Regions from separate parts of the Mus musculus genome. Here all the other regions are linked to region 1. A link is a contact called in public Hi-C and HiChIP or PLAC-seq data. All regions are on one chromosome and are shown on one strand. The core of a region is the stretch at or near the end of the contact, and the rest is flanking DNA. Distances in the headings are between cores, read along the strand shown.

Evidence for each region. A called contact is a pair of places that touch in the nucleus more often than the background predicts. HiChIP or PLAC-seq counts read pairs in DNA pulled down with a chosen protein or histone mark.
Region 2: a contact with region 1 is called in a Hi-C map of double positive thymocytes, with 1.8 times the contacts expected there. The contact joins two enhancer-like sites. A contact is called at or near these places in 6 of 484 Hi-C or Micro-C datasets (the G1E-ER4 cell line, double positive thymocytes, erythroblasts and 3 more), 2 of 115 datasets of contacts at active chromatin or transcription factors (the SCID.adh cell line and embryonic stem cells) and 1 of 9 other capture datasets (embryonic stem cells).
Region 3: a contact with region 1 is called in an H3K4me3 HiChIP or PLAC-seq map of embryonic stem cells, with 21 read pairs. The contact joins the promoter of Cnih3 here to the enhancer-like site in region 1. A contact is called at or near these places in 3 of 39 promoter capture datasets (the 3T3-L1 cell line, cranial neural crest and embryonic stem cells), 2 of 484 Hi-C or Micro-C datasets (embryonic stem cells and muscle stem cells), 6 of 115 datasets of contacts at active chromatin or transcription factors (acute myeloid leukemia, embryonic stem cells, forebrain and 1 more) and 2 of 9 other capture datasets (adipose tissue and embryonic stem cells).

What each region holds. Positions count from the first base shown.
Region 1 is chr1:181,254,590-181,258,878 of GRCm38.p6, reverse strand. No RefSeq gene overlaps it. Among named protein-coding and RNA genes, the nearest start is that of Gm39718, 30 kb to the left of the region's middle. Within about 2 kb of position 2,033, at least 318 of the 459 cell types and tissues checked have an H3K27ac peak or open chromatin away from gene starts, as enhancers often do. A contact at or near this core is called in the G1E-ER4 cell line, the SCID.adh cell line, acute myeloid leukemia and 6 more, where this site is marked.
Region 2 is chr1:181,330,993-181,335,199 of GRCm38.p6, reverse strand. No RefSeq gene overlaps it. Among named protein-coding and RNA genes, the nearest start is that of Cnih3, 20 kb to the left of the region's middle. Within about 2 kb of position 2,434, at least 41 of the 459 cell types and tissues checked have an H3K27ac peak or open chromatin away from gene starts, as enhancers often do. A contact at or near this core is called in the G1E-ER4 cell line, the SCID.adh cell line and double positive thymocytes, where this site is marked.
Region 3 is chr1:181,349,973-181,353,986 of GRCm38.p6, reverse strand. Cnih3 (cornichon family AMPA receptor auxiliary protein 3) reads right to left here and starts at 1,359. Exons shown (of 6, transcript NM_001160211.1): 1 at 481-1,359. The coding sequence starts at 561.

The sequences.
Region 1 (4,289 bases), core at 784-3,283:
CTGACTGAGTACCCAAGGCACGTGCACTCTGACTGATCTGACCAGGATCTGTGATACAAAAGAAGGCATGTCCATTGCAAAGAGGCCATACTCTGCCCCCCGGGGAGGGGGAGGGGAGGACATTCATGGAAAGCATCCAGCAGCACAGGACTGTACCTAACCTCCAGGTGTGCTATGCCAGGCACTGTGCTTCTGCCAACACCTTGACCTTCACATCGCCTCTTCCAAAGCAGTCTCCTCTAATTCCTTCTAGCTGGGCAGTGAAACATTTGCTGCTGGCTTCCCATCTTCCAGATGGTTAAACTGAGGCTCAGCAAGGCAAAACAAAAGCATCTCAAAGCTAGCTCTAGGTGGACTTGGGTTTGTATTTAGTTTCGTTGTTTGTTTTGCTTTGAGATGGCGGCTCCCTACGTAGCTCACACTGGCCTGAAACTCAGTATGTAACATAACTTTGTCCAGCATTCACGAGCCTCCTGCATCGGGGCTTCCCAAGTGCTGGGATTACAGGCCTGTACCTTCTAGCTTCCAAGTAGACTTTGAACTCAAACAGTGTGATTCAGCATAGAGGGCTAGTTACTGCTCTATCATAGGAGAGCTCGGAGGAAGACTTACATGGGATGCGAGGGCGACCCCCCAGCTCTAGGAAGGATTGAGTTGGGCTCTCTAGGAAAAGCAGGATGGACTTGGTGGTCCGAGATCTGTTTTGAGAGAGGTTGGGGACAGGATTCCAGGATTGAAGCCTACCAGAGCTGCTGAGAGTTCCAGAAAAGAATGTGAAGTGAAGGGGGAGGGGTGGATAATAGAGCAGGGAGCACAGGACCAGCCTCTCCCACCCAGAGGTCCCAGAAGTGCTGAGGAAGGGAACTTCCAGGGTGCCCAGGGCGAGGTTGGGGATCAATTTCCCTTAGAAAGTGGGGCAGGAACCCAGAATTTCACCCTGTTGGCATTCGAGTAACCGCCTACATTTCTAAAGAACACACCACAGTTTACAAATTACTTGCACAAAAAAAAATGTCCTGTTTCACTATGACAGGCAACCTGTGTTAGGCAACTTAAAAATCCTGCACTGAGCTGAGTTCACCGCGGGCCCAGTGAGGGTGGTTCTGTTACTGTCCCTCCCGTACTGGAAAACAGAGGCCAAGGTCAGTTGTCATGTGGCAACATTGGGGTTGGAGCCCAGATCTAATTCGGGAAGGACTCGCTTAAACCGCAGTCCCCAAACAACCTAAGAAGCAAGCAAGTTACTGTTAGCGCTTTGCAGGTGGAGAGGCTCGAGTGAGTATGGACTCTAGCAGGTTCACTCTGCTCATGGTTAAACCAGGTTTCCAGACGTGAGTAGCACAGAGGATTTGCAGGAGGGCCGCGGGTAGACACACCCGAAGCCCGGGTCTGTCTATCTAAGTTCCACAGCTGCCGTACACACCCGTACAGCCTTGGGGAGAAATATTCCAGATTACCAAACACAGCGCTTGTACAATAATCAGGTTGTGCGAAGACCAGATTAGGGAAGACCCACCCCGTGTAGAGCCCCGAGGCTCGAAACCCTCCGGATGGTACTGGCTAGGGCTGGTGATACCTCCTCACCCAGAACCTGGAATTAAGGGAGGCGGGTTCTGCTCCTCTAGAGCCCAAACCCGAGGAAGGAAATGGAAGGGTGGGATGGTGTCAGACGGAAGGGAAAGCAGAGAAGAGGAAGACCAAAGCCAGCAAGGGGGAAGGGGAGGCTCAATGGTCTACGCCCTGACTGTGCGGCAGATGCATGAGGCCCCAAGACTCTGCCTGGCAAGTGCAGACTGATTGCATAGGATCAAATACCGTGCAAGGTTAGTACACCGTGTCCTAGGTAGAGAGGAGGATTTTAATACAGAATAAAGGCCGCCCTCTTTCCTGCCCTCCTCCCACAGAGGGGGGGGAGGGGGGTGACTGGCCCTGGCAGGTCGCCTGTCCCCGCCCCGCGCCCTCCCCAGAGCCTCCTGCCCGCTGAGGTCGCCGCCCAGCAAAGCCTGGGCACTCCTCCCTTGCTTGCCGCAGGTCTCGGCCCATCACCCGAGCCTGGTCCCACCCGCCAAACCACATACTTTCACCTCCGTCTCACCCTTCCCTCCACCCTTCCCGTCTTCCTGGCCCAGTCCTCGCCACTCAGATGATTTTTAAGTCTGCCGCTTCCTTTCAATGGCTAGAGAAAGGATGGAAGGCTTGTGTTTGGCAGTGTTTAAATTACTCCAGAAAACACCCAGTGGCAAAGACAATAAAAGGGTACAGTTTCTTCGGCTGCTTCCGCAGGGCAGGGGGAGGGGTGGCCCGCTAACCTCCACCCACCTGCCGCCCGCCCGCCAGCTGTCTTCTGGGTGGACAGCACGGGGTCTCACCCCTGTCCCCTCCCCCCACCTCCTCTTTGGCAGGCTGGCAGCCTAGGCCAGCTGGATGGCTTGTCTCTACTCTGAGCTAGAAGGCTTCTGAAGTTAGCTGAGGCTCACAACTCTCATGCGCCTGCTGGGCGATCAAGACTTTTTACAAGGAGGGTGGCGCTATTGCCTCCTATCCGTGTCCATCAGAAACCCCTTCCTGACCAGCTTCGTTCCCACAAGCAACTGCGGCTGCTATCTCATGCCACCCGCGTATTCCAGCAGAGTTTGAGGAAGACCCTAATTTCCATTTCTTCCAGCAAATATGATTGCTTGACTCCAACTTCTGAGGTCCTGGGGAAGACAAGAGCCTGTGTCTGGGCTCATCTTAGCAGTTAGCTTGGAATCTGCTCACAACGGGTCACCCCCGGGGAAGTAAGTCCCTTGCTCACAACCTCGATGGCAACCATCCAGAACGAGAGAGAACTCTGCACACCTCAGCTCACCCTGCCTGTCCCCAGGAAGACTCACACTTGCCCATGCTCCTACCCGACCTCCTTCCAATCCTTTGTCTAAGGAACCTCCTGTAGCAGGACTGTCCTAGAAAGCATCCAGCTAAGAAAGACTTCTGCATTAAAGCATTACTTGCTACAGTAGAGCTACGTTCAAGCTTCTAAGTGACTGTCTGCTAATGATGTGACCTTGGGCAAGTCACTTAATCATGCTAAGATCCATGTTAGTCACCTGTCGATTTATCATCGATGCCAGAGTGCAGCCTGCTGCCCATATGAAAGGGGAGTGAACACAGCTTCCTCACCCCCATCTCTATTACAGATGGAGCCCAGCGCATCACAGGTGCTACTGAGCGCCCCTGACAGCTGGCCCGAGACACACCTCCACGCTGCTGCCTGAAGCAGCTCGAACTCCTCAGCTGCCTCTCAAGTGAAGTGGGAGTGGATTTCACTGCAGAGAGAGATTTTAGGGCGAGCCAATAAGACACACAGTTGGGGTTTATTAAGAAGGCATGCCAGCTTGAAGAAAAAGAGGGGCTCGGGTCAGATAATGCACACAGATCCACAGGTGTGTGGGCCTCTCAAGGGGGAGTGTCCCTGCCGTGTCTTAGTGACAACCACACATATAATGTTGGTAGCTCTCAAGCTACATCTCACAGCATCAATAAGAAGACCCCCCCCCCTTTTTTTTTTTTTTTTTTTTTTTTTTTTTTGATAATCGAGGTTAAGGTGTGGCTTCAAAAGCACCTGGATAGGATTGCTAGCTGAGAAAGAAGATAAAACCATGCATGAGCCAAGGGGGGTGTGCAAGGGGTTAAGGCCTGTCCCTTACTATAAATGGTGCTTCTGGTGAGATCCCTCGAAAACTGCAGGTTTACACAGTTGTGAGAGGGAGAAAGGCCGAACCTGCTTCTGTCTAAAGCATGGTGGTTGTCGCTGCTCCAATGTCTCTACGTGGGCGTGGTGGCACTCCTTTAATCCCAGCACTAGGGAGGCAGAGGCAGGCGGATTTCTGAGTTCAAGGCCAGCCTGGTCTACAAAGTGAGTTCCAGGACAGTCAGGGCTATACAGAGAAACCCTGTCTCAAAAAACCAAAAAAAAAAAAAAAGTTATCTCTCTGGGGTTCATCTCACCTCACCAGCAGTTTTATTAACTGCACTGGGACTCCTAATTCTTAGCTAGTGAGAAACTTCTCCTTTCTTCCCTCCCTCCTTCCCTTCCTTCCTTTTTCTTTCTTTCTTTTTCTGAGACACGGTTTCTCTGTGTAGCCCTAGCTGTTCTAGAACTCACTTCAGAGACCAGGCTGACCTCAAACTCAGAAATCCACCCACCTCTGCCTGCCGAGTGCTGGGGTCAATGATGCACCACTCTGCCCAGCCCCAAGGCAGAGTTCTTCCCAAAGTGCTTTTCACACAGCAGCTGTCGATAATGG
Region 2 (4,207 bases), core at 1,185-3,684, 76 kb before region 1:
CCACCTACTGCTCTTGCCTGCCAGCTGCCACTGTACTCTGCAGATAAAAGCCAAAGAATGCAAAACCTCCCAAAGGTAGCCCTCGCAGAGCCTCTCCTTGTCTGCTGACAATTCTTAGCCCAGTAGAGAATAAGGACACCAGCTGCCCGATTGGTAACACTCCTGTTCCTAAACACGCTTGTTGGGAACATAACTTAAAAACCAATTCGTAAGACTCAAAAGCCGTTTTACGTGACTTGAAATCATATGATGCCTGAGCTTGCCACCAGGTGGCTCTGATAAGAGCTAGACCTCAGAAGCAAGCCCCTGGCAGGCCACCTGGCAGCTTAGATAGGAGCTTACCCACCCCCACTTCACTCACACACACACACACACACACACACACACACACACACACACACACACACAGGCCTTGATATGCTAATGAGCTAAGCCCAAGGTGGTGTTTGATCTGCTGGTGAACCAGGACCAAGCTGTGAAGCCTGATAGGGCAAAGTTACCTCCAGAGTGAAGTGATACAAAAACTGGACGTTTGGGGATTGTCTCTGGGATGGCACTACCGTGCTCCCAAGACTCAGCTTCTCTGACCACTTTGTTGATGCTCATCAGCAAGAGAACCTGAGACTTTGTGTTTGGCCCTAGCTTCAGTGCCCACTGAACTAAACTGAACAGTGGCACTGCCACTGAGCCCACACAGGCCCACCTGTCAGCACCAGCCTAGCTGTTGGCCTAGATCTCAAAAACCTCCTGAGACCTCCACCAGTACCATCCTCCCAGCCTGTCATAGCTACAAGACTTCACGATGGGCATGAATCAAGCCTGAAACTTCCAAATCATGCTCACCAAGAAGATTCCCCAGTGAAACCTTGCAGTGGCATTTCTGCCCAAATAACTGCTCCCACCGCCAAGACAGCTACTTAACTTGTATATTATCATGCTATTAGAAGAAATGTTTGTGTGAATAAACGGAGCATATTCAAAAGACAAATCTTGGTTGGACATCGTAATTGCTGCGAATCTTATAGCCCAAAGGCAAGGTTCTCTGCAACATTCCTTGAGCAGTCCTTCATAAGACTGATGCAGAGCCAGGATACATGGCATTTCTGAGACGTCCATGGTCTTACACTGGGGAGTGTGGGGGGGGTATGGGGGGTATACCACACAGTCACTTATAATTATGTCATGTGGTGGTTTGAATAAAAATAGTTCCCAAAGGCTCATATATTCAAATGCTTGGTCCCCAGCTGTGGGTGGAACTGTTTGGGAAGAATTAGTAGAGTAGGTGTGGCCTTGTTAGAGGAAGTGTGTCACTGGGGGTGGACTTTGAGGCTTCAAAAGCTCAAGCCACTCTCAGTAACACAGACATGCTCGTGCACATACACACACACACCCACACACACCACCTTGTGGACCAGCTGTAATCTCTCAGATACTTCTCTAGCACCATGCCTGCCAGCCTGCTGCCACACACCGTGCCATGATGATCACAGACTCTAACACTCTGAATCTGTAAGCAAAGAGTCCAATTGAACACTTTGTTTTAAAACTTGTCTTGGTCGTGGTGCCTCTTCCCAGCAATAGAAAGGCAGCGAAAACATGCCACACACTAGGACTAATTCCAAAGAAACAAAGCACTTCACAAAGAAGAAAACTTTGTTTTCAATTTCTCAAAGACAAGTTAGAAATGCTGAGTCATGGGGGGTGAAATTAAAATATAGCAAGTGGTAGATGTGTCTGTTGATCAAATTCAAGTTTTTCGATCCTGAGGGCTGCATATGTAAATATTTCTAGCAGTCAGTCTTTGTTCTATGACAAAAAGAATCAGCATCCCAAAAAGGGAAGATTTTACATCAGCTCTTTTCTCTGCCTTTTAATGAAACATTGTGCTCTGACAGAAAGGATCTGTGGTGGAACCAGTTATTTTTTTTTTCTAGTTTCTAAACAAGATTTAAATGCACTTAAGAAGTACCTAGCTGGCTTAAATATGATCGAGCATAATAATATCTCTGAGTCTCCCATTACTCTAAAGATATTCAAGGACAAGTTAGAGCTGTGTTGTTTATGGGCATTGTCTATCTCCATCCAACAGAAACTTGAAGATTTTTTTCCTAATGTCTTTTCTCTGTATGTTATAACTCTTAAAGGGAATAACTGAATAGAAATACAGAGGAGAAATTATAATTGCTTTTATAGCATTACAAATAAAAGTAACACCAGCAATAATGATGTGCTGAAAATGTCTCTTTTTAAAAAACTATTATGAATTTCTCAAAGAACCATGTAGTGAGTGTAATTACTTCCTGGGGTGGAGTTATAAGTGAGGCAGACACAGCTGTGAACAAGTTGGACACCAACCAGCCTGTGCTAATCTGAGGGACACACTGGAGTAGAGCGTGGTCCCCCATTGACTCACTTCCTGTTTGTTCTTGCTTCACACAGTCTCTCTCTTGCTTTAACCCTTCTTATCCCAGCTTCCTTCCTTTGAAAGTGAGCTATTGCAATCCACCCCCATTTCACGGGGGTTTGCCACTGAATGCCATGGAATTAGCTGAAGAGCTTTTCCCAAGAATAGATCCCTTCAACTCCACACCAGCCCTCTTGAACAAGAATCTCTGGGGTCGAGTCCCAGCCAGGGTAGCTTTAAAATGCTCTGGTTAGGAATCACTGAACCAAACAACCCGGTCTCTAAGCTCATCCTCTGTCAAAGTATCACATTCCTGGCTGACTATATGGTTGACCCTCTCTAGTCCTCCAGTGGACTCTCCTGGTCACCCGCCAGCCTGGCTTGATGCATCCCCTCCCCTGGAACCTCTTCAAACACGTATTCCTCTCTGACATATGCTCAAAATTTTCTAAAATTCAAATCCTGCTTCATACCCTGCCTCCAGAAAGCCTTCTCTGACCAGTTGTGACTGTTCACTGCTAGAAATGTTTCCCAGCCTCTGAGTTACCATCTGGGATGGGATGGTGATTTGAATGAGAAATGTCCCCAGCTGTGGTGCTGTTTGGGAGTGTTCAGGTGGCACAGCCCTTCTGGAGGAAGTACTGTCAGTGGGAGCAGCCTCTGAGATGAAAAGCATCAGACACTTCCAGTCCACTCTCTCTACCTCATGCTTACCGTTGAGGATGTGAGCTCTCAGCCTCCTGAGGCCACACCCGATGGTTGGTAATCTTGCATCCATACCAAGCTTCCTCATCACAATGGACTCTTATCAGGAGGCATGAGCCAAAATAAACTCTTTGTTCCATAAGTTGCTTCTGTTCACCTTGTTTTATCCCAGCAACCATCGATATCAGTGGTTTGATATATGATACATATCAAGATAAATATATCAGGATATAAAGAATGCTTAGATGGACTCATGTGATTTGAGTAATTTCTTTGGAATGTAAGCTTTAAAGAAATATGTTTTAATGTTCTATAATCTGCTTATAGAGTCCATCAATGCTCCAGGTCATTGAGATATGTCATGAGATATGTCATGTGTGTTCTTAAGCTCTATCACCTTGAACACTTGTGAACCCCAGAAACACATCAGCTGAGGTCACACAGCCATGTGACATCAAGAGAAGGCAAACTAGAGATGCCTTAAAAACAAGTTGGTAGCTATATTAAGGAGGGAAAAGTGTGTATGTATATGTGTTTGTGTATGTATGTGTGTGTATGCGTGTGTATGTGTGTATGTGAGTGTATGTGCATGTATCTGTATGTGTGTATGTATATATGAATGTGTGTGTTTGTGTATATGTGTGTGCATGTGTGTGTATGCATGTGTATGTGTGTCTGTGTATATATGTATATGTGTGTATATGTGTATGTGTGTGTTGTTGTTGCTGTTATTCTCCATCTTTATACAATATGCTTGCCATAGACAAACCCTATGGAAGAAAAGCCCAACCATATCCGTCCACACATGATAAGAAAATGCTCACCATAAACCTTGTCAATACACTAATAGACTTTAAGGACTAACCTCCTGTGGCTACCTATAAAATTATAAATAGCAGTTAAAAGAAGTAAATAAACTCAGGAATGGGCAGAAGAGATATCAAGACAGGACATGGGCACCTCAAGCCCTCTGAATACCAAAACCAAATGTGTTAAATTTTGAATGATAAAGCAAAGATGCGTGAAAGAAAAGCCACCTTCCCTGACCTTCTCACAGCTTGTCTGCTTTTTAATTTAATGTTTCTGGTCATTGATCCT
Region 3 (4,014 bases), core at 110-2,609, 96 kb before region 1:
TTATGTCTAAACGCAACCCACCACAGATGCTGACATTTTAAATGTTTAGTTGTTATAGTTACTTGACTAATTGCCTGGGACACTGGCAGGGCTTCTTCTCTCCTGCAGGCAGGAGAGAAGGGAGTGGGGTGCGGAAGCCCAGCAGATGGGGTTTTGAGCCACTACTCCTGGCCTGGCTGGGACACCTTGCCACGCCCAGGAATGTGCCCCGCAGGGAGGCTCCACCAGTCACTGGCTCCAGCCAAGGCAGGTAGGCGCCCGGCGCGGTACCGCCTGGTCTCAGGATGCCAAGAACTGTGTCTCCTGCCCCGGGACAGGGGAGATGGACAAGGTCTGCCCAGAAAGTACTTCTGCCTGACCTCGCGGTCCGCCCACGCCTGCTATGTCTAAAAGGCCGGTGAAATGAGGAAATGAGGTGGGCGTGGGGGGAGGGAGGACTTTGGGGTACAGGAGAGTTAGAAGCCTCTGCAGGTTACTCACGTGCCAGATAGCGAAAAAGATGAGCGCAGCGCAGAGCACCAGGGACAGCATGTAGCAGAAAGCAGCGAAAGTGAAGGCCATGGCTGAGGACCCCGGATCCCACCACACACAAAGCCGCTCCCTGGAGACCAGTGCCTTCCCAATTAGCAGTCAGAAAGATGTCTAGTCTACACACTCCGGGTAAAAACCCAAACGACTAGAAGCACCCACGACAAGCAGAGACAGAGTTGAGGGTCAGCGAAGCCCGGACGATTCTGGCAGGACTGGAGACCCGGGACTTGGAGCGCCCACAGGCACAGAATGCCTCTGGTAGCAACAGTCCCCCTAGCCGAAGAAGAAACCTAACCAGCAGAGAACACCTGCAGACCAGTGTCAACTAGAAAGGTTCTCGAAACTAACAGGCACCGGGTGCGAGGACTCCACTCTGGACCAGGCGAGGAGGTCCGGTCCTCTGGAAAGAGCTCTCTCTGTTGGTGCCCAAGCAAAGAGGTGGGGTGAGCACGACACCCAGACTTCAACAGCCTCCGGCCAGGTGCCTGGACTCCGAATCCCAAAGCCGCTCTGTCCCCAGAGCACAAGTCTTGAGGTGGGCCAGGTCCCGTTAGCCCTGCGCCCCGGGCTGGGGTCTCCCAGCGCAGCTATGCGCACTGAGATGCATCCGGCCCCGGACCCAACCGCGTCCCCCGGCCGCCGGCTTCGGTAACCCGGTGCCTGGGAAACTGGGTCGGGCCGGGGCGGCGTGGGCTCCAGCCTGGAGGGCCAGCTCCCGGCCAGGCGGCTGCGGCGCGGGTTTCCGGCCAAGAGCGGCTCGCAGCTGAATGGGGCTCCACCTGCTGCTGCTGCTGCTTCTGCTGCTGCCGCGGGCGCCGCGAGGAATGCGGCGCTGGGACCCCTCCCTCGCGGCGCCCCACCCTCGCCGGCTCCAGAGCGCGCCCTCCCCGCGGGCGGAGACTGCAGCGGCAGCGGCGGGGGCCAGGGAGGCGGCGGAGAGAAGATGCGGTGCTCGCCCGCCTCTCGTAGGAAACTTGCGGCCCCGCGCGCGCGGAGGCGGGAGGGGCAGGGACTCTTTGAGCACGTGCGCCCGGAGAGAGTGGGAAGGCGGAAGGCTATGGCGACAACGCGTCGGCCGCCCCTAGGCTTCCAGCCCTTTGGAGCACACCAGAGCAGGGAAGTGAGGGATCGAGGGAGTGGAGGGCTCCTGTTGGTTGGGTCCTGCTTAGGCAGATTTCCCAAACTGTAATCTACTTCTGATCTAGGGTGCCTTTACTGCTCTACCCTGTGCCCCCCATAGGATTCTGAATCAGCGCCCATCCCTCGCATCCTCCACTATCCTGCTCCATCTGACCTTGGGATTATTGGAACCTGGTCAGTGGGGAGTGGGAGGTGGGGGAGGAGGGGATAAGGCAAGGGTGCAGAAAGTGTTTCTGTGTTGCTCTGTGGCATTACTAAGAGCTTACATTACTAAGAGCTTACTGTTGAAAGCAGACTCGCTCCTACCTCCAACTTTCTTAGCCTCCTTAAATAAAACCTGAATAGCAATTGAGTGTCTTCAAACCCAACAGGACCTAGCAGGGAGCAATTGGTACCCAGTCAATCCGTAAATGTAGGGACCTCTGTCACAGAGGTTAAGCATCTTAAAAAATTGTATCATAATTGCTCAATAAAAAAAAAAAAAATCCAACCCTGCAGATAGAACTTGGATTTCAGATGAGTCAGCACAGGAAGCAAGAAGAAATGTCCTGAGAGACGAGTAGCAAGCAAGTCCCCCGGGAATCTGAGGTGCACCTCAGAACATCGGATTATGTACAGAAAAGAATGCTTCGCTCCCATCCTCCCCAACCTCTGGATCTTACAGGCTTTGGCCCCTTTTCTGCCACCTCTCCATGATGGTCCCTGAAACTTAGGGAGAAGGAGTGTGATATGATTGTCCATTTGTGGCTGGCTGAGCACTCCACTGCACTTTGACAGGTCATGTATTTACCTTAACTGCCCTCCACGGCACAAAACAACTTCCCTCATGAGATCTAAGAGCTGCACCAACCTATAGGTATAGAGATACAAAGTTAGAGGACAGTTTGATACTAGTTCCATTTAGCAAAATTGTAGAGAGTGTCCTCTGGACATGAACAATTCCCCAACCATGGATTCTGGGCCAGATATATAGTAGCAGGCATGAGTTTCCTCCTCAAAGACCTTAAACCCAGTCGGGAAGCAGCTGATTGCCCCTTTAACATTCATGCCACTGTTGTGCCCATGGCATATCTTGCCACATTGTCATTACTCAGATTCATTGGGTTCACAGCTGGTTAAGACTGTTGATGAGCCACACATACACTCAGAAGCCTGCATAGCTCCTTGTGGTACTATGAAAGGTAGAAAGCAGAGAGGAAACTCCCTAATCAATGCTAGCTTGATTTCTCCATCTCCTGTCTTCTGCAATAGAACCTTATCATCAAGTTCTGGTGGGCAACCTGGAGCAAATGACAATATCCCTTGTTCTTTGCTGGTCTCTGAGACACCCCTAAATTCTACAGACTCTCCAAGTACACAAATCTCAAGATTTGGTGCTAGGTCCCACTATGAGAGAGAACATGCAATGTTTGTCTTTCTAAGTCTGGAAACTCTTTACTTTAAACACTGAATAGACACTAATGAAAAAGCATTCCGAGATGTTTCTGAGATCTTGGCTGGAATGCCAGACTTTCTTTGTAGCAGACATGAGCATAGTCTGTAGAAGGGATTCCCATGGCATGTTTCCCACTGACACCATTTTTCTGAAGTATGAGTGATAAAGTTTAATATATTGTCTAAGGTGTTACTCTCACCTCCACAAGATCAAAGGGGTTTAGATGTCTCATTTTAAATAAATTATTAAGATGCTGTATGTGAGAATTTCCTAGAAAATACATATTTTACTGTCTTGATTTATAACTTGTCAAATGAGTTGCTTTCTCCCTTAAGCAGGTATGCCTTCCAACAAGTGGAACCATGAATTTAAAATGAATGTATACTTATATAGACACAGTTATTTTTTAATGACTATTGAATATTTCATGTTTGAAATGCTTGATTATGCTTAAGTACATGTCGGGTAGTTTTAACATTTGAAGTATATTTTCATAGAATTTTAAGTTGTTTTTATCAACATTTGTTGAATTCAGATTTTCTCAACTATTTTATTGAATAAAATATATTTTATTTTTAATCAATCTTTTGACTGGTAATTATAATTTAAAAAATTAAACCCTAAACTTTTATATAATGTGATTGACATGTTGATGAATGTGTGTGTGAATTATAGGGATTATTCTTAGTTTGCAAGAGACCTTTATGATAAAAGAGAGATTTACAAGCAAAAACAAATAAATTTGCTAACATGTATATTTCATATACCCGTGGGAGAAGCACAGAGAATGAGGAATTCTCAAAGAGGTGGCTTTGAATCCTAGCTTATATAACATCTTCAAATGACAGTACATTTCCTGAGAGGTGTCGGGCAGAGGAAAAAGACTTTAAGAATTGCAGGTGTAGTGA